Regions from separate parts of the Macaca mulatta genome. Here region 1 is linked to region 2. Evidence: chromatin contacts called from public Hi-C data. All regions are on one chromosome and are shown on one strand. The core of a region is the stretch at or near the end of the contact, and the rest is flanking DNA. Distances in the headings are between cores, read along the strand shown. Region 1 holds the start of ZFP36 (ZFP36 ring finger protein). Region 2 holds the start of PAK4 (p21 (RAC1) activated kinase 4).

Evidence for each region. A called contact is a pair of places that touch in the nucleus more often than the background predicts.
Region 1: a Hi-C map of fetal cortex germinal zone shows a contact between it and region 2, with 2.5 times the contacts expected there. The contact joins the promoter of ZFP36 here to the promoter of PAK4 in region 2. A contact is called at or near these places in 3 of 14 Hi-C or Micro-C datasets (cortical neurons, fetal cortex germinal zone and liver).

Annotation. Positions count from the first base shown.
Region 1 is chr19:50,501,656-50,506,572 of T2T-MMU8v2.0, forward strand. ZFP36 (ZFP36 ring finger protein) reads left to right here and starts at 3,357. Exons shown (of 2, transcript XM_015123904.3): 1 at 3,357-3,440; 2 at 4,250-4,917. The coding sequence starts at 3,399. All of the region lies in intron 1 of GMFG (glia maturation factor gamma), which reads right to left. LOC144337494 (a long non-coding RNA gene) reads left to right here. Exons shown (of 2, transcript XR_013410679.1): 1 at 1-1,225; 2 at 1,995-2,740.
Region 2 is chr19:50,214,297-50,218,959 of T2T-MMU8v2.0, forward strand. PAK4 (p21 (RAC1) activated kinase 4) reads left to right here and starts at 2,480. Exons shown (of 8, transcript XM_077982687.1): 1 at 2,480-2,613. LOC144337489 (a long non-coding RNA gene) reads right to left here and starts at 2,359. Exons shown (of 3, transcript XR_013410674.1): 1 at 2,292-2,359; 2 at 1,998-2,043.

The DNA.
Region 1 (4,917 bases), core at 2,107-4,606, 290 kb after region 2:
GTCTGAGGAGGGGTTAGGGGCCTGGACCGCTGGATCTGAGGGAGGAGGAGCTGGGGGCCTGGACCCCTGGGTCTGAGGGAGAAGGGGCTGGGGTCTCAGGGGGGGGCCTGAGGATCTGAGGGAGGAGGGACTGACGGCCTGGATCCCTGGGTCTGAGGGAGGAGGGGTTAGGGGCCTGGACCCCTGGATCCGAAGGAGGAGGGGCTGGGGGCCTGGACTCTTGAGTCTGAGGGAGGAGGGGCTGGGGATTCAGGCCCCTGGGTTACTGCGAGGGAGGAGGGACTGAGGCCTTGGTCTCCTGGGTCCCCAGGTCTGTGGGTTTGGGGAGGTGGAAGACCAGTCCTTCTGCGAGCAAAGCATCCCCCTCCTTTGAGAATGGCCCTATCCCAAAAGTCCTGACTCGGGGCGATGACTCAGCAGATGGAGAGAGGAGGGGGACAGGCTGACTCAGGGATGGGAAATGCTCCCAGTATCCAGGGAGTAGAAACTGGAATCCCTCCTCCAGGATCGATCGCAGCCCGAGCTGAGCCGGGCTCCGCAGACCCAAGGGTGCCCCCCACTCCCCTTTCCCCGCCTCAGTCCTATAAGCTGTGTAAGGATTTGGAGCTCGGCCGAGAGGCGGGTCCCAGGTCCCCCTCCTCCCCCCTTTTTCCCCGTTATCCTCGGGGCTCTGTTTACAGGAGACGGGAGCCCTGGTTACAGGAGAGGAACCCGAGTGTCCGGGCTGAACCTCCTCGTCACGGCTTACAGGAAGCCCCCACTCCCCCGCCCCTTGCGAGTGAGTCACAGGCGAGCAGGAGGCCACAACCGTGCCAGAGCCGCCCGCGGCCCGCCCAGCTCACGAGACCGGCCCGGGAAGGCCCCTCAGCAAGCGCCGCATCAGGGATTCCCCCCCGCCGCTCTCAGACGAAGCAGGTCGACGTGGAGCCTGGCAGAATCTCCCCACCTTAATACAAGCCCGCAGCCTGCAAGAATGAACTTTCCACCATTATAACTGCGCACTGTGGCAATGATTTCTACCCCCGCATTTTCACTCAGGGCAGCCAGCTCTCCAACACCCCTTAAAAAATAAATTGTCTTTCAAGATCTTAAGAGGGTTTTCACTTAGGGCAACCCTTGGATAACAAAAGATGTGCCAGTGTGGGGAATGATCCTTGAAAATGTAGTCTGGGCCGGGCGCGGTGGCTCACACCTGTAATCCCAGCACTTTGGGAGGCCAAGGCGGGTGGATCACGAGGTCAGGAAATCGAGACCATCTTGGCTAACACAGTGAAATCCCGTCTCTACTAAAAATACAAAAAAATAGCAGGCATGGTGGCGGGAGCCTGTAGTCCCAGCTACTCGGGAGGCTGAGGCAGGAGAATGGCGTGAACCCGGGAGGCGGGGCTTGCAGTGAGCCGAGATCTCCCCACTGCACTCCAGCCTGGGTGACCGAGCAACACTCCGTCTCAAAATTTAAAAAAAAAAAAAAAAAGGAAAATGTAGTCTGAAGGCACACCCCACTATAAGAGGCCCATCCAGCCATCAACTGAGGATGACCCATTTTTTTTTTCTTTTTGAAAGCTTAAAACAGCTTTCAATCAATGCAACCATCCATTATGGTGAAAGACCTCCACCTTGCCAATCTTGAGTTTTCTTAGAGGGCAAACCTCAACATAATTTCAGGCCCTGGTAGGAGGCCTCTGCCGTTTGCTAGCTCGAACTAGAAGAGTAACGTTTATTACCCCCTTGAGAGGGAGTCTCACTCTGTGGCCCAGGCTGGAGTGCAGTGGCGGGATCTCAGCTCATGCAACCTCCGCCTCCTGGGTTCAAGCGACTCTCCCACCACAGCCTGCTCCCTCCCCGCCCCCCAATAGCGGGACCACAGGCGTGTGACACCGCACCCAGCTAATTTTTGTATTTTTGGTAGAAACGGGGATTCACCATGTTGCCCAGACTGGTCTCCAACTCCTGAGCTCTCGTGATCCGCCCGCCTTGGGTGCCCAAAGTGCTAGGGCTACAGGTGTGAGCCGGGCAGGAGAGTAACTTCACTTTGGTTTCCTCCTGCCTTAAATAGGCATACCACCTAGCATTAGGATGAATGTGCGTAAAGCATTTAGAACTCAGCCTAGGTGAGTTCTCCTTAACTCAGCCTAGAAGAGATCATCTGCCTGAGGATGAGGGGCTAGAGCCGCCCTGTGACTTGGGAAAGGAGGCCCCTTTTCAGCCTTGCTAGGTATCCTGGACCCCAACCCACTCACTCACCCACCCAACCCCAGCAAGTGGGGAGAGGGAGAGCAGTTCTGGTCTCATCTGTCTGGGCTGTTTAGGAGTGAGACAACACAAGGCAGGCAGTTCTCAGAGAATTCCCCTCCAAGGCCTGCCGGCTCTTTCTTGGCACTTTGCTTGGCAGATTTCTTTCTGTAAGTGCTTGTTTCTCACAGTCTTTCTCCTTTTTGTCCAGTTTTTCTTTTTAATTTTTTTAAATAGTATTTTTTGTAGAGATGGGATCTCACTGTTGCCCAGGCTGATCTTGAACTCCTGATCTCAGGTACTCCACCTGCCTCACCCTCTCAAAGTACTGGGATTGGCCGGGCTTGCTGGTTCGCACCTGTAATTCCAGCTCTTTGGGAGGCCGAGGTGGGAGGATCCCTTCAGTCTCGGAGGCGGAGGCGAAGATCACCCTGGGCAACATAGGGAAACCCCGTCTCTCAAAAAAATAATAATGAAGAAAAGAAAGAAAGAAAGAAAAACACAAAAAGTGCTGGGATCACAGGCGTAAACCACTTGCGCTCAGCCCCTTTCTGTTTCTTTTTGTGATCCTCCCAACCCTCTTCTCCCTCTGAATCTGTCTCTGGGACTGTCTCTGTCTCCCCACCGTCCCTCCCCTGCTCACCCTATCTCTCCCTGTATGTGTCTCTCGGTGTGTGTGTGTCTCTGTTTTTCTCTCTGCCTCTCTCCCTGTCTGTCTGTACCCCTCTGCGTGTCTCTCCCCGCCCCCGTCCGTCTGTGTCGCACGCGCACCCCCATCGGGCCTCTGCCCTTGTCAATTGCCCCTGAAGCCCTGCCCCCACCTCCGCCCCAGTTTCCTTCTACACGCCTCAGTCTCCAGCTTTGAAAACTGGGCAGGCGCCCCCCCGATCCGCACCCCCACCCCGACCCCCACCCTTTCCCCACGCACTCCCCGCCCGGTCGCGGCTGTCCACCGGCCAAGCTCAGGCGCGTCCTGGCCCAGGGCCGGGCGGAAGGGAACCAGTCCAGGGCCAGCCGGGCTGCGCCCGGGGCGCGCGTCCGGGAAGCGCCCCTCCTGCCCCGCCCCTGGCCCAGGCCCCGCCCCGTGCTTGCTGTTTAAGTAGCCGGCTCTCCCTGCCAGCCTCAGCCTGACTTCAGCGCTCCGACTCTCGGCCGACTCCCCTCTAATGGCCAACCGCTACACCATGGATCTCACTGCCATCTACGAGGTGAGTCCCCACCGCACGGCACCCCCGGTACCTGCACACTTGACTCCCCAGCTCTCTAGCGCCGCAAACTCCATCCCGGGACGCTTGCCTCTCTTCTCCAACTGGGGCTTCCTAGCGCCCTGCCCTCCAGCCTGGGGCCCCTGCCTCCCGCTCAGACCAGCTTGGTGATTTGGAGGTGAAAATGGAGCCCACGACTCCCGGCTCTTGGCCCAAACATGGGTGGGGCGGCCCGTGCGAGTGGAAAGTCGGAGAACTTTTCTCAGACCTAGGCTGCCTGGAGGCGGAAGTGGCCCCCACACCTGGCTCACCCCTAGTCGTTGCTGAGGGCGTGGTTTTGCGCGGAGGCGTCTCTGGGGCTGAAGTCTCAGGGTTGGGGGGATCCGACTTCTGTGTCTCCAGTCCCTGACCGTAGTTCTCTGAGAACCCTAAAACCGAAGCCATCCGGACTCCTGGGTCAACTTTGCCCGGTTCCTCCAGTTGTGAAACTGGAGATCCTGACGCGTGGGTCATATCTGGGGAGGGCAAGAGACCCAAAATTGGGAAAAAGTGGTGTGCCCTGACTTCGGGGCCCCCTCTTGGTCCAGCCGGGAAAGCCGGGATTCCTGGGTCCCTCGGGATAAGGCCTCGGTCGTGGGTAAACTCAGAACCTCCAAATCTGGGTTCCTGGCATCCGGAACCCAGGGGTTTTTGCAGGCGGGTGGGGCTCAGGCCAGGAGCCCACAAACCGGCCTGGCAAGCTCTAGTTCCCTGCAGCTGGGGTGGGGCGTCGCCCTGCATTTTCGGGTACCTTAACCGACCCATTTCCGCAGAGCCTCCTGTCGCTGAGCCCTGACGTGCCGGTGCCATCCGACCATGGAGGGACTGAGTCCAGCCCAGGCTGGGGCTCCTCGGGACTCTGGAGCCTGAGCCCCTCCGACTCCAGCCCGTCTGGGGTCACCTCCCGCCTGCCTGGCCGCTCCACCAGCCTGGTAGAAGGCCGCAGCTGTGGCTGGGTGCCCCCACCCCCTGGCTTCGCACCGCTGGCTCCCCGCCTGGGCCCCGAGCTGTCACCCTCACCCACTTCGCCCACTGCGACCTCCACCACCCCCTCGCGCTACAAGACTGAGCTATGTCGGACCTTCTCAGAGAGTGGACGCTGCCGCTACGGGGCCAAGTGCCAGTTTGCCCATGGCCTGGGCGAGCTGCGCCAGGCCAATCGCCACCCCAAGTACAAGACAGAACTCTGCCACAAGTTCTACCTCCAGGGCCGCTGCCCCTATGGCTCTCGCTGCCACTTCATCCACAACCCCAGCGAAGACCTGGCGGCCCCGGGCCACCCTCCTGTGCTTCGCCAGAGCATCAGCTTCTCCGGCCTGCCCTCTGGCCGCCGGACCTCACCACCACCACCAGGCCTGGTCGGCCCTTCCCTGTCCTCCAGCTCCTTCTCACCCTCCAGCTCCCCGCCACCACCTGGGGACCTTCCACTGTCACCCTCTGC
Region 2 (4,663 bases), core at 1,230-3,729:
AGCAAAACTCTGCCTCAAAAAAAAAAAATAAAATAAAATAAATTAAATAAAAGACACAACATTCTTTACAAATGTATATGTCCAATTCTGTTAAAAGAGAAAAGGGGTCAGGCATGGTGGCTCACACCTGCAATCCCAACACTTTGGGAGGCCAAGGTGAGAGGACTGTTTGAGGCCAGGAGTTCAAGACCAGCCTGGGCAACACAACGAGATCCTGTCTCTACTAAAAATTAAGGAAATTAGCCAAGCCGGATGCAGTGGCTCATGCCTGTAATCCAACACTTTGGGAGGCCAAGGTGGACAGATCACTTGAGGTCAGGAGTTCGAGACCATTCTGGTCAACATGGGAAAGCCCCATCTCTACTAAAAATACAAAAATTAGCCGGGCATGGTGGCAGGCACCCAGGAGTTGCTTGAACCCCAGAGGCGGAGGTTGCAGTGAGCCAAGATCATGCTACTGCACTCCAGCCTGGGTGACAAAGTGAGATTCTGATTCTGAAAGAAGGGAAGGGAAGGGAAGGGAAGGGGAGGGGAGGGACGGGAAGGGGAGGGGAAGGACCGGGAGAGGAGGGGGAAAATAAATTAGCCAGTGTGGTGGCATATGCCTGTAGTCCCAGCTACTTGAGAGGCTGGGGTGGAAGGATCACTTGAGCCCAGGAGTTTCAGACTGCAACCCCGCCTAAATGACAGAATAAAACACCTACCTAAAAAAAAAAAAAAAAAAAAAGAGAGAGAGAGAGAGAAAAAAAAAAAAGAATGAACAAATAAAAAGAAAAAGGGTAGGTAAACATAAAGAAAAATTAACTCATTCAATCATTCATTCATTAACTCATCGTTCAATCATTCATTCATTATTGCCACAGACATTAATAGAAATTAATTAAATGCCTACTATGTGGCTGTTCTGGGGCAGAGGAGAAGCACCAAACATTTAAGAGTATCTCTGATATCTCTGAAGGGGTGGAATTACCACTCATTCAAACATCCCTTCCACCAATGTTTACTGAGCATCTACATGTCAACGGTGCCAGGGCGCTGGGAATGCAGCAGTGAACAAAGACAGAAATCCGTGTTGTCATGGGGCTGACATTCCAGCAGAGGAGACCACCAACAGGCAATAACTACAATTAGCAACGAGAAATAAGAAAAAAGCAGACAGGGTTTGGTAGTATATGAGAGGGATGTTTGCTGCTTTCCTTAGGGTGGGCGAGGGAATTATTTCACAGAGAAAGTGACATCTGTGTAAAGCCCTGAAAAAAGGGAGGAAGGGAGAGATAAGGATACCTGGGGGAAGAGTATGTAACCGACAGAGGAACAGCCAATGCAAAGACTGAGGTGAGAGCGCACCTGACAGAGTTCAGGAACAGCATGAAGGCTAGAGTCCAGTGACTAAGATCCAGGAGGAGAGCTGTCTGGCGGGGCGCCTTTGCTCACACCTGCAATCCCAGCACTTTGGGAGGTCAAGGCGGGAGTATAGCTTGAGCCCAGGAGTTCGAGACCAGCCTGGCCAACACGGAAAAACCCTCTCTAAAAATGAAAGAAAAAGGCCGGTGCGGTGGCTCATGCCTATAATCCCAGCACTCTGGGAGGCCAAGGCGGGTGGATCATCTGAGGTCAAGAGTTCGAGACCAGCCGGGCCAACATGGTGAAACGCTCTCTCTACTAAAAATACAAAAAATTATCCGGGCGTGGTGGTGGGCGCCTGTAATTCCAGCTACTCAGGAGGCTGAGGCAGGAGAATCTCTCGAACCCGGGAGGCAGAAGTTGCAGTGAGCTGAGATCGAGCTATTGCACTCCAGACTGGGCAACAAGAGGGCAACTCCGTTTCAAGATAAATAAATAAGTACAAATAAAATAAAATAAATTTTAAAAAGAAGATGTCTGGTGTTTGTTTCTAATATTTTGACTAATTACTTTGTAAAAACGTATTTTAAAATTTAAGATCAAACAGTATTAGGTTACCGGGCTCAGACAGACCAGCGTTCAAAACTCATTACCTTCTTTCTGCCAGCTATTTCACCCTCTGAATCTCAGTTTCTTTATCTGTAAAACGGATATTAATGATATTATACCACAGGGTTGTATATGCAGCGAGAAAATGCAAGTAAAGCACTTGTCCAGGTGCCTGGCTCCTAGTAAGTGCTTAAGAACTGTTTCTGCCCATTATTAACTCATTACTCTCTCCCAGCCCCTAAACTCCTTCTGGGGGGAAGTTAGAAAATCGGTATCACACGAAAACAGTCATTTCCCCTTTAAGGACTTCAGTGGGCTGGGAGCCAGCCTTCCCGCACCTTTTCCAAAATTTCCAATCCCCGCTTGGCATTTTCTGCACGAAGGTTTCCGATTGGACGCTCTGCACTAATCGGAGGCTGGAGCGGGCCCTGAGAGGCGCCCGACTCCGCCCCCGCGCTGATCCTGCCCACTGCCCGGTCAGCCTCGTTGCTATGGGGACTGGTGGGCGGTGAGCGGGGAAAACCCCGGATGTTCGTTGGGGATTCAACATGGCGGCGGCAGTATCCGCGGTGGCGGCGGCGCAAGCGAGCTGAGGGAGGCGCGAGGGCGCGGAGTTCCAGGCCGAGCAGCTAGGCCGCGAGCGACTGCGGCGCCGAGCCGGTAGGATAAGGGGTTCGGCCAGGGGCTTGCAGTGGGCCGGGCGCTGGCGGAGAGACGGCGTTTCCGCGAGGAGGGGGGCGGGGCCGCTGGGGTCAAAGTTCACTGGTGGAGGGAAGGGTCGCGTCCGAGGGGTCGGGGGTTAACGCAGTCTGGAGGGAGTTGTAGTGGAGGTCGGAGGTCAAACCAGCGAAGGGGGCGTGGCGAAGGGGAGTGCAAAGTTTGAAATTCGAAGTAGGGGCGCGTTCGAGGGGATCTGGGCGAGTCTCAAAAAAGATGGGGTCCAAGTTAATAATTTGAGGTGAGGCTGCCTCTACAAGGGTCAGAGGCCTCAGCCCCAGGGGCCCCAGGTTGGAGGTTTAAAGCTGCCCCCAGCGGAGCAGATGAATGAGTTTTAGGTTCGGGGGCGTCTTTTAGGGGTTCAAAGCTGGGGCGTGCCTAGAAGGTGCAAAGGTGAGAATCTGACAGCGGGGCAGCTGTTTCCCAGAGTCAAAAATTAAAACCCAAGGAGGGCGTATTGCAGGGGACGGGGGGGCGGGGCATCCAGGGGCGGGGTCGGAGATGCTTCCTGGTGGCAGGAGAAGGGGGAACTCTCCCACAAATAATAATGGCAAACACTCATGAAGCACTTACTATGGGCTAGACCCTTTTTTTAACGCTTTACTTGTATTAGCTGATTCAGTCCTCACCACAGTCTTAGGGGGTCTTAACCTGGTATTAAGAGGTTAAGTGGTTAAGTGATTTGCCCAAGGTCACCCGATGCGTAAGTTGTGCGCTGGGATTCTAACTCTGGGGTTCTGGCCCAGAGCCCTGCTCTGGCCGACCGCCTCTCAAATCATCATAATGTCGGTTAATGTTTAATGAGGGCTCACACTGTGCTCCACGCCCTGTGTGCCTGGTCGTATTTCACCCCTGCTGCAATCTTGTGAAGTGACTGCTCAACATGAACCTATTTTACAGACGGGAAAAGTGAGGCTCAGAAGTTTCTGCTGAAGGCAGAGTTAATCGAAGCTGGGCCTGGGTGATGCCAGGGCTCCTGCTGCTGGTCGCCACATTGTCCGGTGCTGGCCATTAGGTCTCTCCTGGAAGCAGGGGGCTGGGCAGGGCTGGGCCACTCCCTGGGCCTATGGGATTGTCAGCTTGGTTTCCTTGGAAGGGGTGATCTGGCAGGGCAGATTCCCGTGGGCCTATGGGAGTGGAGTGTTTGTGGGTGGTCTGGAGTCCCAGTGAGGGAGTCGGATGGGCTTCTAACTGGGGAGGGTGTCCCTGGGTGGTACCGCGGGCAGAGCTGGGTGTTCACTGTTCTTAAAACCCTAAGCTCTCGCTGTGGTCCTCAGTCACGCCCACCTTACTTCCTAAGGCTCTGCCCATTTCTCCCCAGCCCAGGCCCATGCCTGCCACCCGATCTTTGACCTTCCTGTTCCTTCTGCTGGGAATCCTTTCCCCACCCTGCCCTCTCTCACTGACAGGTCGCTCACTCTCAGCTGGCCCGGGACCACCCTGGCTCGCACTTTCTGCAGGCTCTTGTTCTCTCATCTGCCCAGCCGTTCCCTCCCTCCTTACCTTAATTATTAGGGTGCGTGGTGGAATTGCTCTGTGGGGTTCCTTGCCTCGGTCCCCACGAAGCCCTGCCTGGCCTGCAGAGGATGCGACATTGCTGGGGGTTGACTGTTGGGCAGTATGCTGGGTGCTGGAGTGTGGCAGCGGACGAGACCCGCAGAGCCCCTAGCCTCAGAGGGCACTCAGTCCCCTGGTTGGAGCACAGTGGAACCAGCCCCCAAGCCAGTGACACGAGGCTACGTCTCTACAAACGGTGGTGTGGCTTGCAAGGGCGTCTTCAGGGAGCCGGGAGAGTGCCCCTACCCTGGGCTGAAGCCTGAGTCCCTTTCCCCTGGGAAGGCTCTGAAGGATGGGGAGGAGGGCTGGGAATGGGCTCACCAGGCAGGAGGAGCAGTGTGTGCAGAGGCCCTGGCATGAGTGGAGGTCAGGACTCGGGTGCAGAGTTGGGGATCTGGGGCAACACGTAGCCTGTGCAGGTTCAGGGCGAGACCCT